7 separate regions of the Mus musculus genome follow, and all the other regions are linked to region 3. The links are chromatin contacts, called in public Hi-C and promoter capture Hi-C maps. All regions are on one chromosome and are shown on one strand. Each heading gives the region's core, a stretch centred on a gene start, on an enhancer-like site or on the middle of the called end of the contact. The rest is flanking DNA. Distances are from core to core; before and after follow the strand shown.

The links. Promoter capture Hi-C pulls out the DNA fragments that hold promoters and counts their contacts. A called contact is a pair of places that touch in the nucleus more often than the background predicts.
Region 1: a contact with region 3 is called in a promoter capture Hi-C map of pre-B cells, with 2.9 times the contacts expected there. The contact joins the promoter of Uqcc2 here to the promoter of Luc7l in region 3. A contact is called at or near these places in 4 of 39 promoter capture datasets (the C10 cell line, liver and pre-B cells), 1 of 484 Hi-C or Micro-C datasets (B cells), 2 of 115 datasets of contacts at active chromatin or transcription factors (pancreatic cancer cells and pro-B cells) and 1 of 9 other capture datasets (liver).
Region 2: a contact with region 3 is called in a promoter capture Hi-C map of liver, with 3 times the contacts expected there. The contact joins the promoter of Ggnbp1 here to the promoter of Luc7l in region 3. A contact is called at or near these places in 6 of 39 promoter capture datasets (the HPC-7 cell line, hippocampal neurons, liver and 3 more), 1 of 484 Hi-C or Micro-C datasets (muscle stem cells), 1 of 115 datasets of contacts at active chromatin or transcription factors (pancreatic cancer cells) and 1 of 9 other capture datasets (liver).
Region 4: a contact with region 3 is called in a promoter capture Hi-C map of hippocampal neurons, with 3 times the contacts expected there. The contact joins the enhancer-like site here to the promoter of Luc7l in region 3. A contact is called at or near these places in 10 of 39 promoter capture datasets (the 3T3-L1 cell line, 3T3-L1-derived adipocytes, the HPC-7 cell line and 6 more) and 6 of 115 datasets of contacts at active chromatin or transcription factors (astrocytes, embryonic limb bud, embryonic stem cells and 3 more).
Region 5: a contact with region 3 is called in a promoter capture Hi-C map of hippocampal neurons, with 5 times the contacts expected there. The contact joins the promoter of Kifc5b here to the promoter of Luc7l in region 3. A contact is called at or near these places in 5 of 39 promoter capture datasets (embryonic stem cells, hippocampal neurons, liver and 1 more), 2 of 484 Hi-C or Micro-C datasets (CD8 T cells and embryonic stem cells), 3 of 115 datasets of contacts at active chromatin or transcription factors (astrocytes, bone marrow-derived macrophages and pancreatic cancer cells) and 2 of 9 other capture datasets (liver and macrophages).
Region 6: a Hi-C map of CD4 T cells shows a contact between it and region 3, with 6 times the contacts expected there. The contact joins the promoter of Chtf18 here to the promoter of Luc7l in region 3. A contact is called at or near these places in 1 of 484 Hi-C or Micro-C datasets (CD4 T cells) and 2 of 115 datasets of contacts at active chromatin or transcription factors (craniofacial prominence and pancreatic cancer cells).
Region 7: a contact with region 3 is called in a promoter capture Hi-C map of liver, with 4 times the contacts expected there. The contact joins the promoter of Bnip1 here to the promoter of Luc7l in region 3. A contact is called at or near these places in 6 of 39 promoter capture datasets (the 3T3-L1 cell line, the HPC-7 cell line, cranial neural crest and 2 more), 5 of 115 datasets of contacts at active chromatin or transcription factors (astrocytes, bone marrow-derived macrophages, embryonic stem cells and 2 more) and 3 of 9 other capture datasets (adipose tissue, liver and macrophages).

What each region holds. Positions count from the first base shown.
Region 1 is chr17:27,132,053-27,135,382 of GRCm38.p6, forward strand. It overlaps Uqcc2 (ubiquinol-cytochrome c reductase complex assembly factor 2), which reads right to left and starts at 1,839. Exons shown (of 4, transcript NM_026063.2): 1 at 1,688-1,839. The coding sequence starts at 1,825.
Region 2 is chr17:27,027,611-27,031,129 of GRCm38.p6, forward strand. It overlaps Ggnbp1 (gametogenetin binding protein 1), which reads left to right and starts at 1,649. Exons shown (of 6, transcript NM_027544.2): 1 at 1,649-2,336; 2 at 3,066-3,190. The coding sequence starts at 1,849. It overlaps Bak1 (BCL2-antagonist/killer 1), which reads right to left and starts at 1,017. Exons shown (of 6, transcript NM_007523.3): 1 at 801-1,017.
Region 3 is chr17:26,250,971-26,254,761 of GRCm38.p6, forward strand. It overlaps Luc7l (Luc7-like), which reads left to right and starts at 1,940. Exons shown (of 10, transcript NM_028190.3): 1 at 1,940-2,121. The coding sequence starts at 2,061.
Region 4 is chr17:26,892,915-26,896,761 of GRCm38.p6, forward strand. Gm41555 (a long non-coding RNA gene) reads right to left here. Exons shown (of 4, transcript XR_876700.1): 4 at 3,402-3,836. Among named protein-coding and RNA genes, the nearest start is that of Gm41555, 5.8 kb to the right of the region's middle. Within about 2 kb of position 1,652, at least 47 of the 459 cell types and tissues checked have an H3K27ac peak or open chromatin away from gene starts, as enhancers often do. A contact at or near this core is called in hippocampal neurons, where this site is marked.
Region 5 is chr17:26,914,501-26,918,342 of GRCm38.p6, forward strand. Kifc5b (kinesin family member C5B) reads left to right here and starts at 2,591. Exons shown (of 11, transcript NM_053173.2): 1 at 2,591-2,785. The coding sequence starts at 2,768.
Region 6 is chr17:25,725,269-25,729,039 of GRCm38.p6, forward strand. Chtf18 (CTF18, chromosome transmission fidelity factor 18) reads right to left here and starts at 2,147. Exons shown (of 22, transcript NM_145409.2): 1 at 1,979-2,147; 2 at 1,673-1,852; 3 at 1,433-1,580; 4 at 1,107-1,281; 5 at 612-704; 6 at 474-526; 7 at 228-366. The coding sequence starts at 2,069. Rpusd1 (RNA pseudouridylate synthase domain containing 1) reads left to right here and starts at 2,449. Exons shown (of 6, transcript NM_028009.4): 1 at 2,449-2,579; 2 at 2,935-3,123; 3 at 3,255-3,378; 4 at 3,558-3,660. The coding sequence starts at 2,942.
Region 7 is chr17:26,779,189-26,782,950 of GRCm38.p6, forward strand. Bnip1 (BCL2/adenovirus E1B interacting protein 1) reads left to right here and starts at 1,891. Exons shown (of 6, transcript NM_172149.5): 1 at 1,891-1,988. The coding sequence starts at 1,905.

The sequences.
Region 1 (3,330 bases), core at 589-3,088, 880 kb after region 3:
AGAAAGCCCACAGGGTTTGCCTTGTGATCCGTAAGGTATGGGTCAGTGAAGACCTCCAGCGCAACGTGGGGACCCTGGGCCTGACCTGCCATCCATGTGACAATCAGCAGTGCAGGCATGAGGTGGCCACTGATGGAGCGTCTCACTCCTGAGGCAGGCTGGTTTAGCTGGTTCCTGCTTTGGCAGGTCGTGGTCCATCTCACGGGTCATCCATCTGGCCACCTACCTGTGCTGGGCATCACACTCCTCACCTCTGACCTCTTACCTAAGCCCTGTGCTCAAATAACCTCCTGCCTACTTGACATTCCACTTGGGAGTTTAAAGCCTCCAACGTCAAATGTGCGATGCACTTCCCACACCCCACCTGCTCCATCTAAGTCTTTCCCGTTTCAGCAACCAGCTGCTCAAGCCAAAAAAAGAAAAGGGGAAATCTGGGAGCTGTCCTTGGTTCCTCTCCTTCACCCCACATCCAGGACACCCGCGCTGCTGATGTGACCCGCACATTATGGTCTGCTTTCTGTTACTTCTGTCTCCTGTGCCACTACCATTATCCAAACCACCACCGGCATCTCTCTCTTCCGGTGCTACCACGGCAGGCTCTCTGCAGCTCCTTGTTCCCCAATGCCAGAGCACCAGAGGAACCTTTGAAAATCAGGGCACGTCAGTCCCCTGACTAAATGTCCCCGGTGGCTTCTCCCTTGCTTCCTGGTAAGATCTGACCCCTAGTGCAGGTGGCTGGGCAGTTAAAAAGAACCTAGGTTTGATTCCTAGTACCCACATGGTGGCTCACAACCACTTCTAACTTCAGTTCCAGGGGATCCAATGCCCTCCTCTGGCCCCAGTGGGCACTGCATTAACAGGGTACAGAGACATATCTGTTGGTAAAAAAAAAAAAAAAAAAATCTGTATTGTGCCTGGCTCCTGCCTTCCTTCAGCTTCAAATCTTAGCTGTAGACATGCCACTCACTACCCGTAGGCTTGCTTTCTTTTCTGTAATATGTCAGTTTGGTTTCCTCTGAAGTGCCTGGCCACCCTTCCCGAAGTGCAGTCAGTGTTCACTGTCTCCCTGCCTCGAGACCGACCTATGTGTAACTTCCTCAGGCAAGCCTCAGGAACCCGACTAATGTTACATTTACCACGATCAGAGTACTCATTGGAACTGTCTTATGAGTCTATTTGTTCCTCGTGTCCTGAATAAGAATCCAAAGGCAAAAGGAGAAAGACCTCATCTAATTCACTGCGATTTCCCTGGAAACTAACCTAGTTCTATGCATGCACATGGCCGTGCTTGGTAAGGTAACCTAAACCTGAGTGGGGCGAGAAGGTCTACTACTCACACAAGGGACCTGTGTGGGAGACTCAGTTTCACAGTGACGGAAGGCAGTGAGGCTTAGCTGGAGGTGTCTGGGGATAGGCTGGGCTCGCAGACACATTAACGATGGTAAGGAAGAAACAACCCCGCCTTACAATTTGACTCTTTAGTGGCATCTGGACCTCAGGGCCGCTTCACTGACTACTACACTGTGCAGACAAGGAAGGAAACTGCGCAGAAGGCGTCGCACTCCGCAGCTAACTGCAAGATGGGTACCTCGCGCACGTGCAGCCTGGCAGCGGCCGACGCATGCGCAGATCCCCCACCCTTGCCGCCCATCGCTTCGACGTGCCCACCCTCCTCCCCTCCGGTCACCTGGGTGTTCTCTCCCTCCCGGAAGGCCTGCGCTACCCGCTGCCGCAGGTAAGCGCCCAAGTCCCGGCCCCGTTTGGTCTCGTCCACTGGCCATTCCTCACAGAGCTTAAGGAAACGCCGGTAGCGGAGAGCGGCCATCTTGGGCCCCGCTTGCCCCGCCCCTGGGGGGGAGTAGTCAAGACCGCAGAGGGCGCGTGCGCACTAAGGCGCACTGGCCTTCCCCGTGGACATGCGCAGTTCTACCAACGGCCCACACCCCTCCAGGCAGCGGCGCTGCTCACCTTTGAGAGCGAGGTCTGAGCTCTTCAGCTTCTTGGTTCTGGTACTCGCCCAGCTCCCAGGGGCAAAGCTAACGCGGTGTACCCTGGGGAAAGCTTTGCTCTTCGTTTTCAATGACTTCACAAGCTCGAGACTGAAAAAGCTTCCCCCGAGACCTCTGCTGTTTTGCATAAACGAAACATTTGCATGTAAATACAGGTTGTTATTGGATGGATATGTGTTTGATCTTAACGTCCGTCGTGTACACATACACACACACACACACACACACCGTCCGTCGTGTACACACACACACACACACACACACACACACACACACACACACACACACACACACAGCTGCCCCACTCACACTCATCACCCTGTACTTATCTCTACCACATGGACCTCTGATAGAGTTCTTTAGCTACATCTCCAGCCTCCCGGTCACATTGCTCACCACATGGAGCGGTTTCTTATGAAGAACCAAAAACATTGTTGCAGCCTGGAAATCTTTAAAACAATTTTTTTATAGTGTGTTTTCTTTATTCTAATATGTATGAGTGTTTACCTGCACCATGTACATGTGTCAGTTCTGGGGACCGAACCTGATTCTCTGTAAGAGCAATAAATGCTCTTAATAACTAATTTCTCTAGCTCTAAGAATGAGTGTTTTTATTATGGCAAAATTTAACATAATATATATATCACATGGGTATCATATGTGTGTGTGTGTGTGTGTGTGTGTGTGTGTGATTTTTCTTTTGAGAAAGAAGGTTTCTCTGTGCAGCCCCAGGTGTCCTGGAACTCACTCTGTAAATTAGTGCTCAATGAATGAATGAATGAACAAAGCCACATTCCAAACTAGGTCTGTCAGACCCTAATGTCTCTCAACATTCACAACCTAGGGAGCAATTCCTGGGGTGGGGGTGGGGCAGCTCACGGGACTGTCTGTCTGGCCAGCCCTTGCAGTGTAGCCGGTAGAGGAAGGGAGACCACAGAAGGAGGCAGTGGGCACGAACTTTCCCTGGCACCCTGGCACCTTTCTCAACCTCTTACCACACTTGTACCTCAGGTGGAAGGGAGAACCATTTGCTGCCATCAAGTTACTCCCCCTACAGCCCAAGACAGGGCAAGGGGTCTCGCCACCCCTGACTCCCAAGTTGGCTGTGGCCAGGCGAGTGCTCTTTAAAGCCATACCTGGGTGGGCCCTTGTGGCTTCCAGCCCACCCGGGGCCCTCAATGCCTGGAAGTAGGGAGTAAATGAACCTCAGGAAAGCCACCCAGCTTCATGGCTAACACAGCTAAGGTGAGGCTGTGTTGGGGCTTGGAACATAATGGGGTGATCAGGGAAATTTTCTAGGGGCATGCCTACCAAGCGCCTC
Region 2 (3,519 bases), core at 399-2,898, 780 kb after region 3:
CACCCCTATGTGGGCCACCTCCATCACTGCAGGAAGCACTCTTTGAAAAGGGGTGGGGGAGGGCCGGCTCCCCTTCACCTCCCTCTTCATTGATGGAGACAGGGTGAGCAGACAGACCCTCCTCTTGCCATCCCTGAGAGCCAGGCCTCATCAAGACAACCCTCTGCTGGGCATAGTCTACCCAACGGCTCCTTCCGGGATAGGGTGCTCTTCCTGGTACCTTGTAATCCCAGGCCAGCAGGGCCAGGGGACGCTGACTTCATCCACATCTCTCTCTCTCAAAATAATAATAGTAATAATAACACCACCCTGGAGGCTTACTGTTAGAGAGCAGGAAGAGTCTCAGAAAAGCCCTCCACAGCCAGTGCTGCCCTGGCCCACCTGGCCCCCATCCAAGTCGCCTTGACTTCCCATTATGTCCACTGGCTGGGCCCAGGATGCATGTTCCTCACAACCGACCACTAGGCTGTACCTAGAATCATTCTGGGGGAGGACTGTCCGTGTCCTGGTACAGCAGGGAGTATCAACCGTATAATTTCTGTCTCTGTTCATGACCTTGACCCTCCCCTCCTTCCACATAAAAGTCCAGGGCCACCAGAACCGGGCAGGAAGGGGCGCTTCTGATGTATAGCCAGAGGCCCTGTGTGAACCATGCCTGCAGCTTCCCTTTCAGAACCTCCCAGGGAAGCCACATCAAGGCCTCCCTCCTCACCGGGTTGCCGATGGAGGTTTCTGCCCCACCCTGGGCCAGAATTGCCCAGGATTAGGACGGTGGGATTTGGCACTGGCTGCCCGTGTACCTGAATGACTCTGCTCCAGATGTGGGATGGCTCAGCCGTGCAAAGACGAAGACCCCGAAGGGCTTGCTGGCTGCTTCCAGGGGCCAAGGTTTCAGGCCTGACTGGCAGGAACTGGTATCAGTGGATTCATGGTGCTGGATGCCGCCTCGGGTTGCCTCTTGGCCCAGGAAACCTCGCGACTTTGTGACCATAGAGGAGGTCCCAGCTCCCGGCAATGACCAGCTCCCTCTAGAGGAAGTTCTCGGTGGCCGCCGGATGCAGGCGCTCAGGGAGGCTGCTGCTTAGGGGAAGGTCCTCGGCCGGGCTTGGAAGCAGCTACAGCCTCCCCTGCCTGCCCTGTCCCAGCCAAGGGGAAAAGCGTTCTGTTTTCTGCCTTTCCTGTCTCTGATTCCCGGGCCTCCTCTTCCATCTTCTCCCTCTAGTGAAAAGCAAACCACAGACAACAACAAAAACCAGGATGAGCTGACCTGCAGTCCCAGCGTTCAAGAGGCTGAAGCAGGAGGATCATGAAATAGAGGCCAGCCTGTGCTACTAACACCCTAAAAGAGAGGAGGAGGAGGGGGAAGGGGAGGAAGAAGAGGAGGAGGAGGGGCAGCTCAGAATTTGTGCTGTCCTAGATCCCTGCAGCCTGGCAGCTGCAGGGACTGATCTCAAACCCAGAGTAAACAGGAGTTTATGGATAGACAGGAGCATATGATGTCCTGTTCTCAGCGTGTGCACCCTCCTCCCCCCCCCCCCCGGCCGCCCTATCTGCCTTCAGCCAGGCTTCCACAGCCTGTGGGTGCTGTTGTGTTATGTCTCACCATCCCTCAATCTCCAGCCTTCCTCTGAGACCTGCTGAGCTGGACCCTGGCTAGCTCCCTCTACCCCTCTACCCGCTTTCCTTCCAGTAGACCCCCCCCCACCAGCCTCCAGTTATAGCCTCCCCCCACCCCCACCTCCTCTTTGCCTTCTAGAACTTCTGGAAGTTTCCAACTGGAGGTTTCTGCTAGCAGTTGGTCCTGGGCTGGCTGCCATGGCTTCTCCCTGAGTCGGGGTCCCACTCAGGATGGCAGCCCCGGCGCGGACCCCTCGGTCACGGATCTTAGGCTGCTCCTCCATGCTGCGCTTTCTCCGAAACCTGGTGGGGAGTAAGGGCGGTTCTAAGAGCACTAACAAGCCCCTGACCAGGAGCCAGCCCAGCTCCTCATGGGAGCAAGATGTTGTCTCCCCAATGATGGGCCACCAGGGAGGTCGTGGGAGGAAGGAGCCCCGGGCCAAGGTCCACTCTGCAGCTTCCTCTAATGGGAAGAGGGAGCCCCCGCCCAGGGTTCTCTCTGCAGCTCCCTCCAACCCGAGGCATGATGCCTTTGAGCTGGGCACTGGGGACTCAGGGTCCCAGACCCTCACCTCCAAGGATGTCCCGAAGCTAAGGGCCCAGGGTGTTGAGGTAACATCAGTTCCTCTCAGAGGAACCTGGGAGGTTCTGGAGCAGCTACCTGAGAAGAAAGGAGAGGAGGAGGAGCCAGTAGGGGAGGTCTCCGGGGCCTCAGACAGGTGAGGGGCTGGTGCTGCTGGTGCTAGGGCTGGTGGGGTAGCCTGATCTAGCTAGAACAGAAGGAGGATGCAGGCATGAGGGCCATGACTAGAAGCCCACAGCTGTAATGGGCTGGGGTAAGGGGTCCTGAATAGTGAAAGCCATGAGGGACAGTTAAGGGTCCCAAGGGAGGGAGGGTCAGCAAACAGGGCTGTGTGAGGAGTGGCTGGGAACTGAGGTGTGGCTTCAGAGTGGAGTACCGCCTGCCTAGCACGGTCCAGGCCTGGGTTTAGTCCCCAGCACAACAAAACACATTGGTGGCACACATCTTTCATCCCAGCACTCAGGAGGCAGAGGCAGGCAGATCTCTGCATTTGAGGCCAGCCTGGTCTACAGCTAGGGCCACACCGAGGGGTATCTTGTCTTGAAAAAACAAAGAACAACCAAAGAAAATATCCTAGAGGCTAGGAAGGGTGCACTAGAGTCTGGACAGAAGTACGCTGAAGTAGGCTCTGCTCCAGCCTGTACCCCTACTTTCCTGCCTGGCTTTCTCTCCCACTGGTCTTAGCAGCAGTTCCCTGTCTGGAAGGTGCCTAGCTCCCCACATCCTATGTCCCCCAGAGGTGGTAGGGAAACCCCTCTGTTAGCTATCCCAGGGAACAGAGCAGGTCCGTGGAGAGACTCAAGGTAGAGTCAGGCCACATTTGTGGGTGTCCCCTGACCCCACCTGACTGTGGCTTTGGGTTTAGGGAGCATTTTGGCCAGGCCCTGGAGACAGAACAAGGATGCTTACAGTGGGTTCCGGGACCACTGGCGCTCACCCCTGGGGCCTTCATCAAGGAGGAAGAGGATGAACACTGCCCAATTGAGTTTGGTAAGGATGCAGGTGGGAGGGGCAGAGGGGAGGGGAGCAGAAATGGATGCCTCTCCTCTAAGACTTCTGGGGGTGGGGGTGGGGCAGGAGCCCAGCAGGGCATGAGGCAGAATCTGAGGTTGGAACCCCACTTGCTCCACGCCGTGTCATGTGACAGAGGAGCATTGCTGGGTATCTCTGCCTACTCTCCTCACCCATAAAATGGACATGGGCAACAAGGGCCTCTGAGGCATCTAAAGATCAGTGAGGTATCAAGGGCTAGATGAAGGCTGAGCACACAGTAGGGCCTGGTACACAGTAGGCACCGTGCTGCGACTCATTCTAATCCC
Region 3 (3,791 bases), core at 690-3,189:
CCAGCTTCCAGACACGAATCACCCCTGCCCAGTTTTATTTTTTAAAGTTGTTTTTTTCTTTTTTTCTAAAGATTTATTTATTGTTATATGTAAGTACACTGTAGCTGTCTTCAGACACACCAGAAGAGGGCGTCAGATCTCATAACGAATGATTGTGAGCCACCATGTGGTTGCTGGAATTTGAACTCAGCAGTGCTGACCCACAGAAGAGACGTTAGTGCTCTTAACCTCTGACCCATCATTCCAGCCCCAGTTTCATATATATGTAAAAGAGTGCATATTTAATTATTTTGCTTTATAACTTACAAATGTAACATTACTCTCAATAGCAATTAGTACTTTGCAGCACTGATAAATCAACATCCAAAATATTTTTTACATCTAATTCAAAAAACAGGTCTCTTTCTTTACTTGGAATTTCATAATCTGCTCAAAGGTCCAAGTCGTGGATTTTGGTACATTCTCCTAAATTCATGTGCTGTGGGTAAAAAATTATACATTAACACCTATCCATTTTAGAAAGCACATAATTGCGCTGGTGAGATGGCTCAGCAGTTAAGAGCACTGACTGATCTTCTGGAGGTCATGAGTTTAAATCCCAGCAACCACATGGTGGCTCACAATCATCCACAATGAAAACAAATAATAAAGAACCTAGGGGCTGGAGCAAGAGGAAGAAGTCGAGCGCGGGTGGGGGGGGAGTAACAAAATAAATAAATAAATAAGCATGTAATTAATATGACTTAGCATTTCAACTTTCACTGAAATAAGCAATATAGTTTTATAGAGAGTAAATGAAGAAATGGACCAAGTGTAATGGCATGTGCTGATAATCTCAATGGTCTGGAGGCTGAGCAGCAGAGGGATAGCAAGTTCAAGTCCAACCTGGCCTCTGTGTGTGTGTGTGTATGACTCTGTCTCCAACAGAAGAAATGGAGGCAAGCACATTTGCACATTTTTGTAATTGCAGCACTTGGTAAGGAAGGGAAAGTGGGAGGGTCAGGAATGCAAGTCATCTTTGGTTTCATAATAAGTTCAAGGTCAGCATGGACAACATGAGACTATATTACACAAACAAAAAGAACTGAGATATAACCTAGAAATTCACTTATCATTAGGTTTTTTTTTTTTTAAAGATTTATTATTATATGTAAGTACCCTGTAGCTGTCTTCAGACACTCCAGAAGAGGGCATCAGATTTCGTTAATCTGGACCTTTGGAAGAGCAGTAGGCGCTCTTAACCACTGAGCCATCTCGCCAGCCCCCTTGTTTTGTTTTTTGAGACAGCTTTTCCCTGTGTAACTCTGGCAATCCTGCAGCTTGCTCTGTACCATCAGGCTAGTCTCTAACTCAGAGATGTGCCTGCCTCTGCCTTCCCCAGCGCTGGGATTAAAGGCCTTTGCCTCAAGTTTAATTTATTTGTTTGACTAAAGTCTCATTAGAGCAGAGAATTTGATGTTTCAGGAACCAGGATAAAAATTAGTGGTGGAGTTTTTAATCTAGTCTTTTTTTAAAATAAAGATCTATTTATTTTATTTATATGAGTACACTGTAGCTATCTTCAGACACAGCTGAAGTGGTTATCAGACCCCATTACAGATGGTGGTGGGAACTGAACTCAGGACCTCTGGAAGAGCAGTTTGTGCCTTTAACCGCTGAGCCGTCTCTCCAGCCCTTTTTTTTTTTTTTTTTAAAAAAAAAAAACAGGAGGTAGGATCTTAGTCTCACAAAGACCACGCTTCCACAGGGTAGCCTGACACCCAGGACGCTGGCCTTGAACTACTCAAGCCTGATCCTGGGGATTACAGGCATACCACGACCGGCCAAAATCAAGCTTAGTTGATCTAGTCTTTAGAACGATTTGCGACCGTTCCACTCAGCGACTCCTGTACACTTCCCGACAGGCCTTGCATCAACGCCAAAGAACTTCCTCCCAGCATTCCCCGCGGCCGGAAAGCGCCGTGCGGGCTTCAGGCTGATAGGAGCGTCTTTCCTCGTCGCTGTTTGCGGCTTCTCTGGTCGAGTTGTGCGGAGCTTCTCGGCCGTCCCCACTGGCCACCATGTCCGCCCAGGCGCAGATGCGGGCCCTGTTGGACCAGCTCATGGGCACGGCTCGGGACGGTGAGTCTGAGCGGTGGCCCAGGCTCTGGGCGGGGTGGGAGCAAGGCGAGGCCGCCTGGAAGCCTGAGGTGAGGGCCGTGACAGCGTGCGTCTGCGCGGGGCGCCATTTTTCTCCCCTGCTTGCTGACCCCAGGCTCGGGGCCTTTGTCTGATCTGCTTGGCCTGCGAGTCTCTCGCAGCCGCCGCGTTCTACTGGTCCGGGCTGCCTCCTTCCTGAGAGTCCGATCCGACGGTGGGGCTCTGTCCCCTTCTCGTTTTCCGTCATGCGAGTTCCTCTTGGTCGGCACGGCGGCTCGGCGCCGCCGGGCAAACTGGAGCGTCGGCGAAGGGCTGGAACCAGCGCGGGCTCCGGGGTGCTGGCTGCCGGGTGGCGGAATTTCTCTGATACTCTTCGGAGGAGAGGCGATCCCCGAAGGAGCTGGACGGGTTTCGAAAACCCGGGCGTTCTTGCTCCATACGGTTACACGGGGAGCCGCAAATGAGCATTTCTAACGTGGGTTCCCTCCGCGTACTTTTCTAGTCTTCCCTCCCTTCATTCCCCTGCCTCACAGATTAGCCTCGGTTTAGTCACCTCTCGGCATTCATTAGGTAGTTGGTTCAGTAAGGAGGCGTGCAAGATCATGGTGGTGTCTCAGGAAAAAGCAGTTGCATCCTAGCAAAGCTAGATCCCTGCTGTGGTTTGTGTTTTCATTTTTACTAAAGTAATAAAGTTGTAATTTCACACTGGCACATTTCACAGGGCTGTGCAGATTCTTTGCACCATTTCATAGGTCAATACGTGCTTTTAGCTTTCTTTGTATGTTGAGTTGCTTTTGAATTGCTTCCCATATTTTTATTTCATACAAACTGAACAATTGTGGCCCCTCTATTTTATTTATAAAGGTTCAGTGTATCTTTGCCTGCCTACATCAATCTGCAAGGGAGTTGCAGAAAAGCCTCATGTTCATCGAGCCGTGAGTCACAACCAATTTCTAAGCTGTTATAACAAAAAAGTGTTTGCTTTTTTCCCACAAGTAACTTTAAAAGTGTAGTTTAGAAAGAAAACATTTTCAGTAAAAAGACACGACATTAATCCTGGATGCTTGCCAATCCTGAAGTATATTCTCCCTGACTATTACACAGCACTGTGTCCTGTACACAGATAGCCTTAGAATTTGTCACATACCACTTTGCCTTTACTTTTATGTATCATTCCCCGACTTCCTTACTGCAGGTGTGGGCAAGAAAACTTTTCCTTTAAAACTTTTCAACAGCGGGCATAAAATTCTGCAGCTGAGTTCTTGAAGATTGCAGATGGGTACAGTATGTGTTGGAGTTCACAGTGTGTATTGACTAACCTGATTCCTTTTTGCTTTCTTTGGTATTGTCTTGTTAAAAGTGACTCCCAGGTGCCAACTTTCCTTTTTGAGGGTGGGGATGAAAGGGGAAGAAGAAGAAGAAAAGGTCTAGAGATATTTAAGTCAGTGATAGAGCTTGAAACCGTTCTTCCTCTTGTAGTTTTTTTTCATAAAATACTGCCTATTAATTTGATTCTAACAAGAAAATCAGATTATTGAATAGCTTTGGTTGGTGGAGATTGGCAGCTGTAATGATCCGCAGTGGATTCATGGCACTCATTACACCCAGTCTTGATGGGTCATTTGCCCACATGTAAATTTGGGTGGATGCCT
Region 4 (3,847 bases), core at 402-2,901, 640 kb after region 3:
GCCCTGACGCTATGCAGAACCTCTATTTATAATTTCCCGTGATAACAGGGCCATTCATCCGCGCTGTTGGCCCTAATTGCGCCGGAGCGGGGGATGACAGCTTAATTATGAACCTCACAAAAATTGAACTTGGGCTGTATCAACAAAGTCCAATCGCTGTCACTCAGGGGTAGCTCTTTGCCCTTCATTGTGGCAAAGGGCACTTGGAAAAAAAGAGAGAGAAAAGAAAAAGAGAAAGAGAAAGGAAAAGCTTGGCCGAGTTCCATTTCCAACAGACTTTTATTTTCTGGCTCCAAAGCATCCCAGTTTGGGAGACAGAAAGAAGCCCTTTTCTGTTTGCTGGGGAGGTAGCTGGCTGGTCACTGCCTGGTTGGAGTGGTGCCCCCCCACCCCGGAGATTCGGGATATGAGCATTAAAAAGGGGTCTTGGGGATTGCTTGTTAGGGATTGAAAACCGGGTGCAATTCAGCCCACAGATGTTTTATTTGGCAAGCAGAGTTTTCTTTTTTAAACTTTAAAAAACGTTGTGGTAAAATCTACATCGCACAAAATTAGCCATTTTAGAGCCCTCAGTTCCCTGCTCTGTGACTTTTACAGTATGGCCACCAGCTGTCTCCCAAGTGTTTTCACCACCTCAGAAGAAACCTCTGTACCCGTTAAGCCCCAATTTCCTGTTCTATCCCTCCAAGGCCCTGGCCAAGGCATTCTGGTCCTGATGTTGTGGATGCAGCCACTGTGGCCCTCAGTGTCTGGCTTGGCACCACATCTTTCCCTCCCGAGGGAGGTTCCTTCACACTGTCTCAGCACAGGAGAGGCTTTGTCCTGGTTCCCGGCCGCCTTATGGAGACACAATTCCTGGCTGTGTCGTGCATGAAGCCTTCTCTACTTTCTCTTCCTTGTCCACGGTCATCCATTGTGTCACCATGTCAGAATCAAATGAGTTGTCAACAGTGAGCTGAAGTTCACAGAAGAATGGAACAGCTTTACAAGCCTATGCGTCCCTGCTACCCAGCGCTGGGAGTCTGGCTGCCCTGGCTAGACATGAAGGAACAGAGGCTACTCAAGCCACTGTGCCCGTGAAGATCACAGGGTGACAGTGTCTAGGGAGAGCCACCTTCTTGCTCCCCACCACTGTTGGCTTTTTCTGGCGGGGAGAGACAGTAAGGATCAGGAATTCTGTCTTAAGGGAGGTATGACCCCTGCTCATGGGAGGCCCTGCCCTGGTGTTTGGTTACTCTGTGCTTTTGCCCTTTGTGTTTCTCTTGAGAGACACACCAAATACTTGCGTGGTCTTGGTGGGCAGGGTCTGTGCTGTATTCTCTTAGGCTGAAGATCTGGCTGTGTTACATTAGGTGCCTAGATCAGGCCCAAAGGACTCTGTGGGAAAGCCTGCCTGGGCTTCTAAGTAGGGAAGGAGGGATTTGAGTGCTTGATGTGGCTGCACCTGAAACCCTGATGGTTTTGGTTTCCTGCTGGAGATGGCAGCCAGGGCCTCACATACATTGAGGAGCAGTCTTTACTGAGCTGCACCCCCAACCCAGCTCTTTCTGTTGTATAACTCAATTTGGCAGCACATTGTGTTGGGAATGTGTTCTGAGACATGCAGTTAGGCAGTCTCATCACCATGGAAACATGCGCTTACACAAACCTAGATTGTCTAGGTCAGGCACTAAGCACGAATGACTCCTTGATGCCTCTAGGGAGTGTGCAGTAAATCCAAATGGCTGGGCTGCTGAGAGCACGGCATGGTGTTATGCACTCGAAGCCGACAGCAGAGACGGAGCTGTGGCAGCCACTTACCACAAGCACTGTGTGCAGACCACAATCACAGTGGCTGTCCTTTGTGATCCTGCCAGTTGTGCAGGTTTGTTTACACCAGCACAGCTACAAAGTGCAGCCTTGCACTGGCTGTATCACAACAGGCATGGCCACAAAGGGCCCTCTTCTACTATATTCCTATGGGACCACCATCACATATATGGGCTTCTTTCCTATTTCTGTGATAAGACACCATGACCAAGGCAACTTATAGAAGAAAGAACATATTGAGGTCTCTCAGTTTCAGAGGCTGAGTCCATACATAGCATAGCGGGAAGCATGGTGGCAGGCAGGCAGGTATGGTGCTGGAGCTGAGAACTTACATCTGAGAGCCAACCATGCAATAGAGAAAGCTAACCAGGCCTAGCGTGGGCTTTTGAAACCTCCCAGCCCATCCTCAGTGACACACCTCCTCCAACGAGGCCACACCTCCTAAGCCTTTCCAAACAGTTCCACCAACTGGGAACCAAGTATGTAAACCCATGAGAGCTTTCTCATTAAAACCACCATATGGTCCATTTGTCACCTGGAGAACAAGCATAAATTTTATCTTTTGTCCCCTTAATGTAGTTTCATTAATCCCCCGAAGTCTACAAAACACGGCTTGCTGTTGTCATAGTTACTGGTCATTTATGGAGGATGGGATGGAGGTTAGGGAGGTGACTCCTATTTTGAGTAGCTGGCCTTGGCATTTAACAAGCATAAACACCTGTGCACCTGTGTTTAAAGTATCCAGGAAAGCTGGAAAAGTTGGAATCGTAGGGAAATACACTGAGAAGCCCATCACTCACAGATCACTATCCCTGAAGCTGTAAGAGAGTTTAAGGTCCATTCACATTTTCTGTAGTTCTGTTTCCCCCTGGCAGAAGTGGAGAGTCGTTCTTAGCATCTCCCTGAGTCCAGGGACGTGGGGAGGCCACAGGCTCCAGGCCACTCTGCTGCTAGAACTTTGTCCTGAAGGCTGCTGTCAGTCTCCTCTTTCACGACGGCCCCCCTTGTTCATGCTACCACTAGGTGGCGCTGTGGAATACTGACCAGCTCCTCTAACTGGATGTGAGAGGGAGACTACATGGAAGGACACCAGCTGTGAACACGCAGCTGCTTAACGTGTGGGTACCACTCAGGGCAAGTGAGGAGGGTGTGGACCCTGCAGAGAGAGGACTGAAAGTCGCAAATCAACGAAGGGGTGATCATGAAGAGCTAATAGGAAGGAGGGCGAGACAAGGAGATGGTGGGAGTTCTGGAGTTGCCTGGGGAGGGGTCAGGGGTGAGAGAGGTGAGGTGGTGGGGGCTTGGGCCAAAACTCAGAACAGTAGTATAATGGCAGCAAAAAGCTACCCAGAGGCTGGAACCTGAAGAGGGACTGAATTCCTGTCCTCAGCCTAAGCATGGAGTCTCAGAGGCTGAGGCAGGAATGGGCTATTGGGGTAAGCTTAGGGAGTTCACTGAAATAGAAGCATAGATTGTGTGTGTGTGTGTGTGTGTATGTGTGTGTGTGTGTGTGTGTTTTCTGTTTCTGTTGAGTTCAGCTAGTCCTGAAGGCAGTGGCTCTTTCCTCCTGTGATGAATTCTAACACACCCTGTGAGGAAGCCCAGATTTATAGGAACCAACCCTGGTTGCCTTACTGTGGACACACAAATAGGGTGATAAGTAGGGACCAGTCAGGAAGAATGGTGGAATCTGGTGTGGGAAGGGAGCCATCAAAAGTTGCTAAAATTATATAGTCAGATCTACAAGCCCATTTGCCGTTTCTGCCCACCCTGGATCCATGCGGCCCCTGCCCACTACTTCCTTGCTTTCTTGGGGGTGGATGTGGGAGGGGGTTGTTCTTCTATCAGCTCCTGCTGCCTCACAGTATCAGCAGTCTGACTTCACGCCTGAACGTGCCACTCGTCGTACTGGGAGCCCTCCCAAGTCTGAAGCCTGGGTGGTCCCTGTCTGTGGCGATGATGAGGATATAAGGGGGCCTTCACACTTCCTTGGCTCCTTGCATCCTTCTCCTCCATGGCTCACACACCTGTGGAGAAA
Region 5 (3,842 bases), core at 1,341-3,840, 660 kb after region 3:
ACCAACGTCTGTCTTAGTTAAGGGTTTTACTGCTGTGAACAGATACCATGACCAAGGCAAGTCTTATTTTTTTTTTTTTTTTAAGATTTATTTATTTATTTATTATATGTAAGTACATTGTAGCTGTCTTCAGACACTCCAGAAGAGGGAGTCAGATCTCGTTACGGATGGTTGTGAGCCACCATGTGGTTGCTGGGATTTGAACTTCAGACCTTCGGAAGAGCAGTCGGGTGCTCTTACCCACTGAGCCATCTCACCAGCCCCCAAGGCAAGTCTTATAAAGAACAACATTTAATTGGGGCTGGCTTACAGGTTCCTAGGTTTAGTCCATTATCATCCAGGCAGGCATGGTGCAGGAGGAGCTGAGAGTTCAACAACTTCATCTAAAGGCTGCTAGCAGCATACTGGCTTCTAGGCAGCTAGGAGTAGGGTCTTAAAGCCCACACCCACAGTGACACGCCTACTCCAAAAAGGGAACACCTCCAAATAGTGCCACTCCCTGGGCCAAGCATATACAAACCCTGACTATTGGCAAGGTTAAGCCTAAAGCAAATAACTAAAACAAGTATTTGTTTAAAATCAGGTCTACCTAATAGAAGGATTACATATTGCCTCTCAAACCCCTCAGAGCTCTGCTGACTATTGCATTTACGGTTCCCCTGACCACAAATACCAGCTCCTGATAGCAGCAGGAGGCTGTCTCCAAAGAAGATTTGCAGCAACTCACTCCCCTGGAGCTCGCTTCAAGTGTGGTACTACTGACCACTGGGCAAAGAACTGCCTGCTGGCAGGGCCTGCCCAAGTTGTTGGGTTGACTGTTTCACCAAGGTGAGTCCGTTCTCCCAAGTTCTTTCTCTGCAGAAAAATCTCTCAGACCTTCTGGGTGTGGCTGCTGCAGTCTCCAGCTGCTCTGCCTGACAGCTGAAGACTGACCTAGCCCCCAAAGAAGCCACTGAGATCACATACTGTGAGGATCCTGGGCTGGCTGGGGGTAAACCTCTGTTATTCTAATTGATACATAAGGAAGATATTTGTTTTCCCTTTGCTGTCCAGATGTGTCCTTCTCAGAGCTGATAGCCTTGGAGCTCTGGCTGCATCAGAGTCCTTCCTGAGCCAGCTCCTATCCCAAGGCTGCAGGGGCCAGGTCAGTCCATCCCATGTGTAAAATCTCACAGGTTGGTTTACCTTGCTGTCAAGCTTCATGCCAAGAAAGATAAACTCCCAAAACAGGTTTCAGTAGAAGACAAACTCATATTCTATCACACAATAAAACTTTTGCTTTTTTTCTAGAAAGTCACTAGGGAAATACTGTCTAGTTTAAAATTATAACCAGTTTGTAAAATTATAACCAGAAATTTTTTAGTGTTCCCTCATTAACATTTGTAGACTTGGAAACATCTCAAGTAAGAGGGCTGTAGATTTACAACTTGGTGTCAAGAAACATACTGTTTATTTACCCAGTTATGTATGTATGTGTGTATGTATGTATGTATGTATGTATGTATGTATGTATGTATGCAGGTATGCATGTGTGTATTTCTTTATTTAAGACAGGGATTCTCTACAAAGCCCTGGCTGCCCTGGAATTTACTTTGTAGACCCGGTTGGCCTTGAACTCAAGAGATCTGTCTGCCTCTGCATTCTGAGTACTGGGAACTGGGATTAAAGGTGTGTGCCACCAAGCCTGGCTTATAGTTTTGTTTTGATTTTTTAATCTAAAAGATTGTTTATTGACCTGGGCATGGTGGCACAGGGTAGCCCTGGCATCTCTAAGTTCAAGGCCAGCCTGTTCTACAAATAGAATTCCAAGACAATCAGGGCTACACAGAGAAACCCAATCTCGAAAAAACAAAATAAATATATAATTTATGTTATTTATATATATTATATATGCTTATATATAATAGGTATTATTGAGTATATATTATGTATATGTGTAAAGATATGTTTATGTATATAATACATATTGTTTATGTATAATATATATTATTGGAGGCAGGAGGGGCACAGAAAACTTTGTGGCGAATTAGTTCTCACCTTCCACATTATATGAGTTTCAGGGATAACCAGTTTGCTATCCTCCCGGACCTGCTCTAGACTTATGACTTTATTACATCTCCAGATATGGGCTCCAATTTTTCTTTTACTTTTTTTCTTTTTTGAGGACAGGTCAGCGCCATCAACCAGCTCCCACTTTTCGGACCTGAGAAAGCGGACCAAGAGCAACCTCGGTTTAACAGTCTCCAGTCTACAGGTTTGTCGAGGAGGTGTGCAGGTTCAGCAGCAGCCGCTAGGTGGCGCTCGCTCCGCCCCGACACCGCTCAGGCACCTTTGCACATGCGTATTGCCTCCCCCACGCCACTCCTCCACACACGCGCACTTCTGACGCAACCAGAGGCCTAGCTCCGCGCTCCGGAGGGGGAGAGGGAGAAATAAGGAAGAGCGGATCCGGAAGTAGGATCCAAGGGGTCTAGTTCTCTTGCTCCGGCGGACTAGAAGAGTCGCGACTCAGGGGGCGTGGCCCCGGAGGCGGAGGGCGCCGTGATTGGCTCGCGACCGCAGCGCCGGCGCGGATTGGCCTCTGCGGATTGAAGTGCGTTGACTGCGCGGAGGTTGAAATTCAAAAGTGACTGGTGTGGCGGATTGGCTTGGCCGATTGGCCTGGCGAATTGGCCTGGCTCCGACGTTTTGCGGCGCGAGCCCTTGAGAGGACGCGGGTCTCGTCACCCTGCCTGCTGCCTTTGCATCCCTTCCTGTGCGGACCACCATGGACGTGCAGGCGCAGGTGAGTGCGGCGGTGACGGCCTGGCGCCAATAGCGGAGGACGCAGGCCGGCCGCCCGGAGACCCGAGTCCCGGGGACAGGTCGGGGCAAGCCGTCCTGCAGGGGAGGGTCGCACCGCCTCGCGCCCAGGACACCAGCGGCCGAGTCAGTGAGGGCACACACACACACACACACACACACACACACACACACACACACACGGCGAGGTCCCAGGACAGTCGCTGCGACGTTGGTCCGCCATTCCAGTCGTGCAGGCGCTACCATCCCGTGTCCCTTATCCCCCTCCAGCATTTCCCATTTCGAATTCTCAAGCGGATTCGACATGTTTGTGCTTCTCAGTTCTTGCAGATCGCCTTGTGGGAGAAGCGAGGGTTCTGAGAGAAGCCTTGTCGCTTGTCCGCAAAGTACATTTCTTGCTGATATCCTGTTGTGTTGCTGCTGGATCGAGATAGAGGAAGGGGAGAGGAGAAATGGGGGCATCGGCCCAGAGGATCCTTATTCCCTCGCCTGCCTCTTCCTTTTGCTCATTTGGACTGCTGACTAGTTTATGGGGGTGCCCTTCTCCACCACAAGCATCTGAGGCGTATGTGTGTGGTAATTAATGGACTGATCTCTCTGGTGTCAGGAAAGACCGGCCTGCATTCTTTGTTTACCAGCATTTCAGTCTAGACTGACTCACAGTCGGTGTTCAGCTTGAAGAGACTTTCTGGTATACTCACAGCCAAAAGGGAGAGCACTGCACTGTGACAGGTGACAGTTAAAAAGTAAAATAGTTTTTCTCAGATTTGTTCCTGCAGTATTTGCCAAGCATCTTCTGGCCCTGCACAGCTGTACTTATGTAGGAGACAGGAGTCCTAGCTACCAGTGAGCTGACAGTCCCTGGGGAGACAGACATAATACAATTTGTATCTCTATTGGGAGGGAGTGAAGGACTGTAAAGGTTCAAGCAGATGGAAGGGGAAGAAGAAAGCTAGGAGGAGCAACATTAAGGTACGAGTTAAAACTGGAAGGAAGAGGTCTGTGGTGCAGTGCTAGGGAGCATCCAAGAAACACACCTG
Region 6 (3,771 bases), core at 897-3,396, 530 kb before region 3:
ACAGCGTTCAGAAGGTTGAGAACCACTGGGCTAGGACATCCAGACCTCTAACAAAGCCCACAGCAGGTCACAGTCAACTAGCAGTAAAAAGGTTTTGTGCTGACTCAGAGTCCCAACATCATCCTTAGCAACCAATGGCCCACCAACACAAACATCAACTGGACCCTTGACTCTTCCCCTTGCTGATACAGCAAGCCAGTCACCCGTGAGTGAGAATGGGAGCTCACATCGTCACTGAGCAGTTCCGTGTAATGCTGAGGTGCAAACTCATCCACCCAGAGGCAGTGCTGAGCGGTGTTCTGGCCAGGGGCTGGCTCCTCCGCAGGGGGCCCTTCAAGCACAGCCTCCTCTCCTTCAGACCTGAGGCTGAAGAGAAGCAAGTCCTGATTCACCACAGAGGGAACACAGTGACCATGCCCACCAGATATGTCCAAACTGAAAAGGGTTCCTGGGGTGGGACATGTGTGAGTCACCTGTGTAGAGTGTCTGAAAGCTGTTGGGCATCCTCCAGCAGTTGTTGCCGTCTCTATAAAAACAGGATAGGCTGAGGTCAGGACAAGTCCAGCCAGCACTAGACTCAACACATAAACTCCCCACTCCACTAAACCTACCTTGCTATCAACTTGCTCCTTCAGGGAGGCGAAGGGGACACCCAGCAGGTCCAGTTGGCCACAGCCTCGCCAGTGGACATCTAGAAGAGGGTTCTGGGCAAGACAGATTTATCATCTCTATAACCCTCCCAGGTCATGGAGGCATCCACAGTGCCCTTCTCTCCCCACCCCCCAAAAAAGGCTGACAGAGGGACAGAAATGACCTTTCCTAATTAGAGAGGGGATGGATATGGCCCTCAGATGGGCCTGGTCCAAGGGAAGTCAGCTTTAAGGTGAAGAGGAAAAGAAAAACAGAAAGCTAATATATGGGGTACAAGGCGGCACTCTAAGGCCACGTAGCCTCAAAAGTAGCACTGCTGTTTCCAACACTGGACTACCTGGCGTGCCTGTTTCTAGCAATTCAGATAGGTGAAACTGGCCTCAGAACCTGCTGAGAGCCTATTGGCAACATAAAAGAACCAATACCATGGCAAACCCCATGCTATGGCCACACACCTGCACCCCAGGGCCTATGAGGTCAGCCCGAAGCACCAAAAAGGCCCGTTCTCCACTTGTGGATGTCACATTGATATAATCTTCTAAGATAGGAGGCCGTCTCAGGACAGGATTGCGATTTCGGGGACTTGGCAATGTCTGCATGAGGTCTTTGTCAGCATTAGCATCTGAATACCTAGGAGAGACAAGCAGCTCCCTGTCACTCTCAAATGGGGTGCTTGACCCACACTCACTCCTCTTGCCGTCCCATAGACATCCACTTCCAGAGCCTCATGCAGGGACAGGCAGCTTTCCAAGTCAGAATTACATGCCCTTAAGCAACACACCCAGCATCCAACATCTCAGGGAAGACCTCTGGACTCGGTGGAGGGGTAATGTCCCCAGGAGGGGAATCTGGATATAAGAGCTCCTCCATATCTGGCTCAAAGTTCAGCTTCTTCACCACGTCCAACCTGGGTCGTTTGACCATGGGGCCTGCAGAGACAGAGGCAGAAAGAGGTGAAAGAATAGAAAACTGATCCTCAGAATTCCCCGACTTTAAGTGCTCAGTCCCCAATCGGACATACTGGAGGGCGCGGGCTGGTCCCTACGAACATTCTTTCTAGTATTGCGGTTGACATTTCCTGGCGACCCTGCAGGGCAGGGACGCGGGACAGTGTCCCCACCAGCGATGGCCTCTTCGAAGGTTAGCGGAGGGCGGCTCGCTGGAGTTTGGAGGGTCCCAGGAGGAGCCTGGTCCCGTGTTCCTGCTGAGACAGAGGTTGATAGCAGCAACACACATTAAGAAGCGAACTCCCAGCCGTTACCAATCCCATCCACACAGCTCTCCATGCTGCAGCAGGATGCAGCCACGACCCAGGACCCGCGCCCACCTTCCAGCTCAGCCAGCACTTCGAGCTCAGCTGCGAACTGGTTTTGGAAATCATCCTCCACACCATACAGATCTTCCTCGTAGTCTTCCATGGAGCCAGACCACAACTCCCACAGCTCAGAGTCCCTCAGAACTTCCCGCGCCGCCGCCACCGCGCGCTACCCCGCCCCGAGAGCCTCCAATACCGCCAATCAACAGCCGACGTTCCCAGAGGCGCCCGCCATTGGCCAGCGGGGAAGGGCGGGTCTTACTCCCAGAGGGCGGGAGGAGAGGAATAATAGTTCAATGGTTGGAGTGGAGGATCAAGAACGCTTTCTATTGGCCTGTACAGTAAGTAATCCGTGGGGGAGGCGGGGAAATAGGTGGGACTAAAAAAGCGCGTGCGCAGACTATTCGGGTAGGGCCTTACCATTCTTCAGTGGGCGGAGCTCCAGGCCCGGAATGCCATTGGCCAGTACGACCATCCATTAGGAAAGTGGAATGGGCAGGGTGAAAAGGCGGAGCTGCGCGCCAGCCAGGCCAAGACCTGGTTCCTAGTATAGGGAAGCGAGGTTGGATGCAGAGCTGAGAATTGACATCCTGGTCCCTTGGCCCTGTTGCAGGTAAGTCCTAAAGGGTCTGCCTGTGGTCACAGGCTGGTGGGAGGCAAGTTAGGGAGCGCTTGAAGTCCTGGGTGGTCCTGGGCAATAACCTAGCGTGAAGTGTGTAGGCGTGAGCTGGACAACCAGGCTGTTTATTCCACTTCAAGTCAGGGAGAGCTCCCTAACCCTGAGTCCATGGCAAGTCAGAATCACCTGACCTTGGCCAGACTCCCATTCCGGAGCTGACACCCCTGGCATGGGCCCTTGTGGAAGACATAAAGGGTTCCAGCAGGTTCTGGCCCCAGTAAGTGTGTACAGTACTTGAAGACCAGGTCAGGCACCCTCCTACCCCAGGCTCACTCCCACCTGCGTGCAGCCCCACCATGGAGCCTGGCAGCATGGAAAATCTGTCCATCGTGTACCAGAGCAGCGACTTCCTGGTGGTGAACAAGCACTGGGACCTGCGCATTGATAGCAAGACCTGGCGGGAGACCCTGACCCTACAGAAGCAGCTCCGACACCACTTCCCAGAGCTGGCTGACCCTGACACCTGCTATGGGTTCAGGTACACAGCCAACATGGAGAGCCCCACTGCAGCATCCTTCCAAAGGATGCTGGGACACTGGACTCTGCCACAAAGGTGCTAACCAGAGCACCACAGGGTCCAGCCACTGCTGCTCTTCTGCCCGTTCCCAGGTTCTGCCACCAGCTGGACTTCTCCACCAGTGGGGCACTGTGCGTAGCCCTGAATAAGGCAGCTGCGGGCAGTGCTTATAAATGCTTCAAGGAACGGCGAGTCACCAAAGCCTACCTGGCACTGGTAAGTCCTGGCCAGTTCCTGGGATGCTGTGTGGAGACCCAAGGCTCACAGCCTACTCCAGCAGGCCTCTCAACTGAAGCTCCGTGCCAGGCTTATGTGCCTATCTAGAGCTCAGCCACATTCCTCTCAGAGATGACAGTGTGGCCCAGTGAGCTGCATGTGATGTCCTTGCTCGACAGGTCCGAGGCCATGTCCAGGAAAGCCAAGTGACGATCAACTATGCCATTGGCAGGAATAGCACGGAGGGGCGGACGCATACCATGTGCATCGAGGGCACTCATGGTAATAGTGGTTTGTTGTGGGGGCCATGGGCATGTCTCCAAAGCCTGCGTGAATGGGAACGGCCAGACAGGTGGAAATTGGAGTTGGCTCAGGCTCTAGGGCTGGCCCAGT
Region 7 (3,762 bases), core at 641-3,140, 530 kb after region 3:
AGCCACTAAGTAACCTAGAAAGTGTGAAGCTGGTTCTGCGTCTCACACTGTGAACCACATATATTTCAAAATGGCTAAGCATACAAGTGGGTTTTTAAAGAATAAGCAGTAGACAGACACGCTGATCCTTGTAGAAGAGGAAGGACTTTTTAACATAGACCCAAGTCCAGAGTCATGAAGATCTCCCAATGCTATGCAAAATTATGGAAATTTAAATCCTCTTTAAGGCAAAAAAGCACCATCAGCAAAGTCAGAGTCTACAAATTCTGCAGCTCATGTGAATACTAATCTCAGTCTCATTCATTATGAGAGATGCAAAAGAAAGGAGTTTTTTTGAAAAAGAGACAAAATGATAACACCAGTGTCAGCACACCAAGCTGGTAGGGCTATAAGGAAATAGGCATTTCCACAGTTTTGCTCATGCAGTGTAAACTGATATAACCAGTATGACGAAACAGGCTTCACACCACAGTCCTGGCTGGCTTGGAACTCATGGGGATCTCCCTGCCTCTACCCCTTGAGTGCTGGGATAAAGTCATATGCTACCACACCCAGATAAAAAGGATATAGGAAAGCTTGTGTGGAGCTAAAATGCATGTCTAGTAGCTGCGGTGTTAATCAGTGCCTGTAATTCCAGCAGTTCTAGGTCATCCTTGGCTACATAGGTAGCTGGGAACCAGCTTGGGCTCTGTGAGACCCTGCCTCAGAAAAGCAAAGAAAATACTTAGGGCCTTTCACCTGTCCCGTGTGTTCTGTCATCGTCCTCCACCCCCTCTTCCTTCCACTTCTATAGCCTAACAAATCAAGTGCAGCTGCTGGGCAGAAGCATTTCATAGAAAATGGCCGCACGTAGGGAAGTAACTCCCAGAGTGTTTCTTAACAGTACATGTATAGCAACTAGTGAGCACTGAGTTCAATGCTACATTATCAACACCTCATTCCATCCTCTAGGTGACCTAACTTAGGAGTGATGCTACTGAGGAAACTGATTACAAGCCTGGAATCCAGGCCTTTGATACTTGCAGCCAGCTACTGAGCACCTTTTAGGAAGTGGGTGGTACAGGGTGCTTTGGGACAGGTAGGCGTGGAGACTGGGGGCTGTGTGTGCAGTTTGAGAAAAACATTTTAAAAAGAGGGAACCCATATCCAAGACGACAGAGCCTGGAGAATCCCGGAGGGTGGGGGAAAAGTGTCCAGTGGTGTTGAGGGCTTAAGAAATAATAATTTTAAAAAACACTACCCTTCTTTGAGGTTTGCACTGACATTGTTTCTATCACACCACACAGTCAGAACTACTCCTATGAGATACTTGGAATCCAATTCTACACAAAGGGCAGGACCAGAGCCATAGAAATGTGTAAGGACAACAATGCAGGATCATGGTTGTACTAATGGAGGTGCCCCAGTGACCTGTATTTAAGTCTGCACCTTTACAAGTTTTGTGTCTTCCTCCATAATGCATACCTACTGTATACATTTTGCTTTAAATTTTAAAGAAAAAAAATGTAACTTTGGTGACATCCGAATTGATCCTTTTTTTTTTTCCATCCAAAAGGTCACTAGAATAGCGGGTTGTTGTTGTATCTCTAGTACTGGGAACAAACCTGAAGGCCATGTGGCATGCCAGCCTATCATCACCTGAGTTGTATTTTCCCCTCCCCCCCACCCCAACTCTAATGGTTCTTCATAATCACATTCCACTTTTCCGTTTAGTAGGAGCAGACCAGAGAAGCTGTGCGTGTTCTACGTGACAAGAAAAGTTTCAGGTCTGGACTCTTGACCTGGTTTGATCCACACGGGGTCTCCCGCAGCATCACATTTGAAGAAGTACGGAAAGGCGGGCAGGAGCCACGTGAACGCGTTCAAGCTTGGCTGCTGCCGCTCGCCGTAGCCGCATTTCCAACATGGCGGCTCCCCAGGATGTCCACGTCCGGATCTGTAACCAAGAGATTGTCAAATTCGACCTAGAGGTGAAGGCGCTTATCCAGGTACAAATTCTTAGGCTCCTGTCCGGCTCTCGATGGCCGCCTTGACATCTTCCAGAATATTCGCGCCTGGTCCGGTTCCAGGATGGCTCCTAAGGCACCATTCGGTCGGTTCCCCGAGATCACTGACCTTCAGGCTTTTCTTTTGTGAACTGTTGGTTTGCCCACCCCTGAGTTACCCTAACACGCCGCTCCCTTTCCTTGGACTGCAGCCGTGCTGGGCTAGCCCGCCCACCCGCATTCTCGGCTGTAGCCCCGCCCCACCCCTCGCCCTGCTCGCCTCCCACGCCCACTTCCCTAAGTTAGGGACCCTGAGGCACCCAAAGCCACCTGGCCCGACAGTCCCTGCCCGAAGCTAACTAAGTTAACCTGGGACGTGGTTGTAATTTTTTGAACAAAGAATTCAAATATTGTGCAAGATCCTGGGTCAGAAGGCAGGCAGTGCCAGTATTAGGACCTGGATGGGGAAAGCCAGCCTAGGAAAATCATTTTAGAGCTTCCCTACCCGGAAACAGACTGGAAAATGAGGCGCTTATCTGGAAGCAGGTCTTAAGTAGGAGACAGTAGTGCAGGAACACAAGCAAGAACAGGGAATGTAGAAATGGCTCCAGAGTTTGGCAAAAAGAACCCAACCGGCTCAGAATACAAGCTGTGACAGCAAATAAGGAAAGGGTAGGGGTGTGACTCCGCTGGTGAGGACTTTGCCCAGCACTGGGTTCGCCATCCCCAGTGCTGCATAAATGGGCTGTGCCTAGCTGTTGGGGTAAGCTTGGCTTTACTAGCCCCTATAAAAAGGAGCATGGAGAGTAGTGCTCTCTGGTAAGCCAGATGTACACTCTGCCACATTAGCAGTTTATCCTGTGCTGTGAGGAAGTGTTGATTTTGTGAGTAAGCTAGAGAACAGGTAAAGAAACGCCGCAAACTTTACTCCTGAGATGTGCAAACAAAAAAAATGGGCCAATTCTAGAAAAATAAACAAGATTTATACAAGTGAGATTACCAGAGGCTGGGGGTAAATTTAGCTCAGAGTAGAGTTAAAGTTTAGCCATGTGCAAGGCTCTAGTTTCAGTCCTCAGAATGCACATGTAAATACATATACATACATAACACAGAGTTGCTAGGGTAGTGGCTCTAGCACTTGGGAGGCATAAGCAGGACCATCATGCATTTGAGGCCAGCCTGTACTACATAGAGTCTTCAAAAAAACAAAACAAAAAAACCCTTATATCCAAAATTTGAAAAGTTGGGTTTTCATATTATATCATAATATAAAATTATGTAATAGCATCATAATACTTCATATTATCATAGTTTCCTGTTAGGTAGGCCTCTGGTGACATATGTGTTTTGGGTTCTTATGGTTACTAGTGAGTAAGCATAGCCCCATACATTGTATTCTTTCAGTGTTCCAGCTATTCTGCTAAGTGTTCTACACAGAGAAATACCATCTTGACGTAGGTAAGGTGAAGAAATGGAGGCACAGAGAACTGAAGTTTTCCAAGACTGCACTAATAAATTGCTATACGCAGGATTTGAATATATGTAGCTTAAGTCTAGAACCTGCTCTAAAATTTGGCTCTCATAATTCTGACTTTCTTTCCAGAAGCAAATTCTCAGTTCATCTTTAAACGTTTTTGACTTGCGACAGATGGTTTGTAAAAATCAGACTAAATTAACTTTGTTACAGGTCACTAGGGATTTAGTTGGAAGGATCTGAACTTACAGTATTTTTTAGATGTCTATTTCTGTTGAACATGGAAGCTGTTTAAGCCTTTCC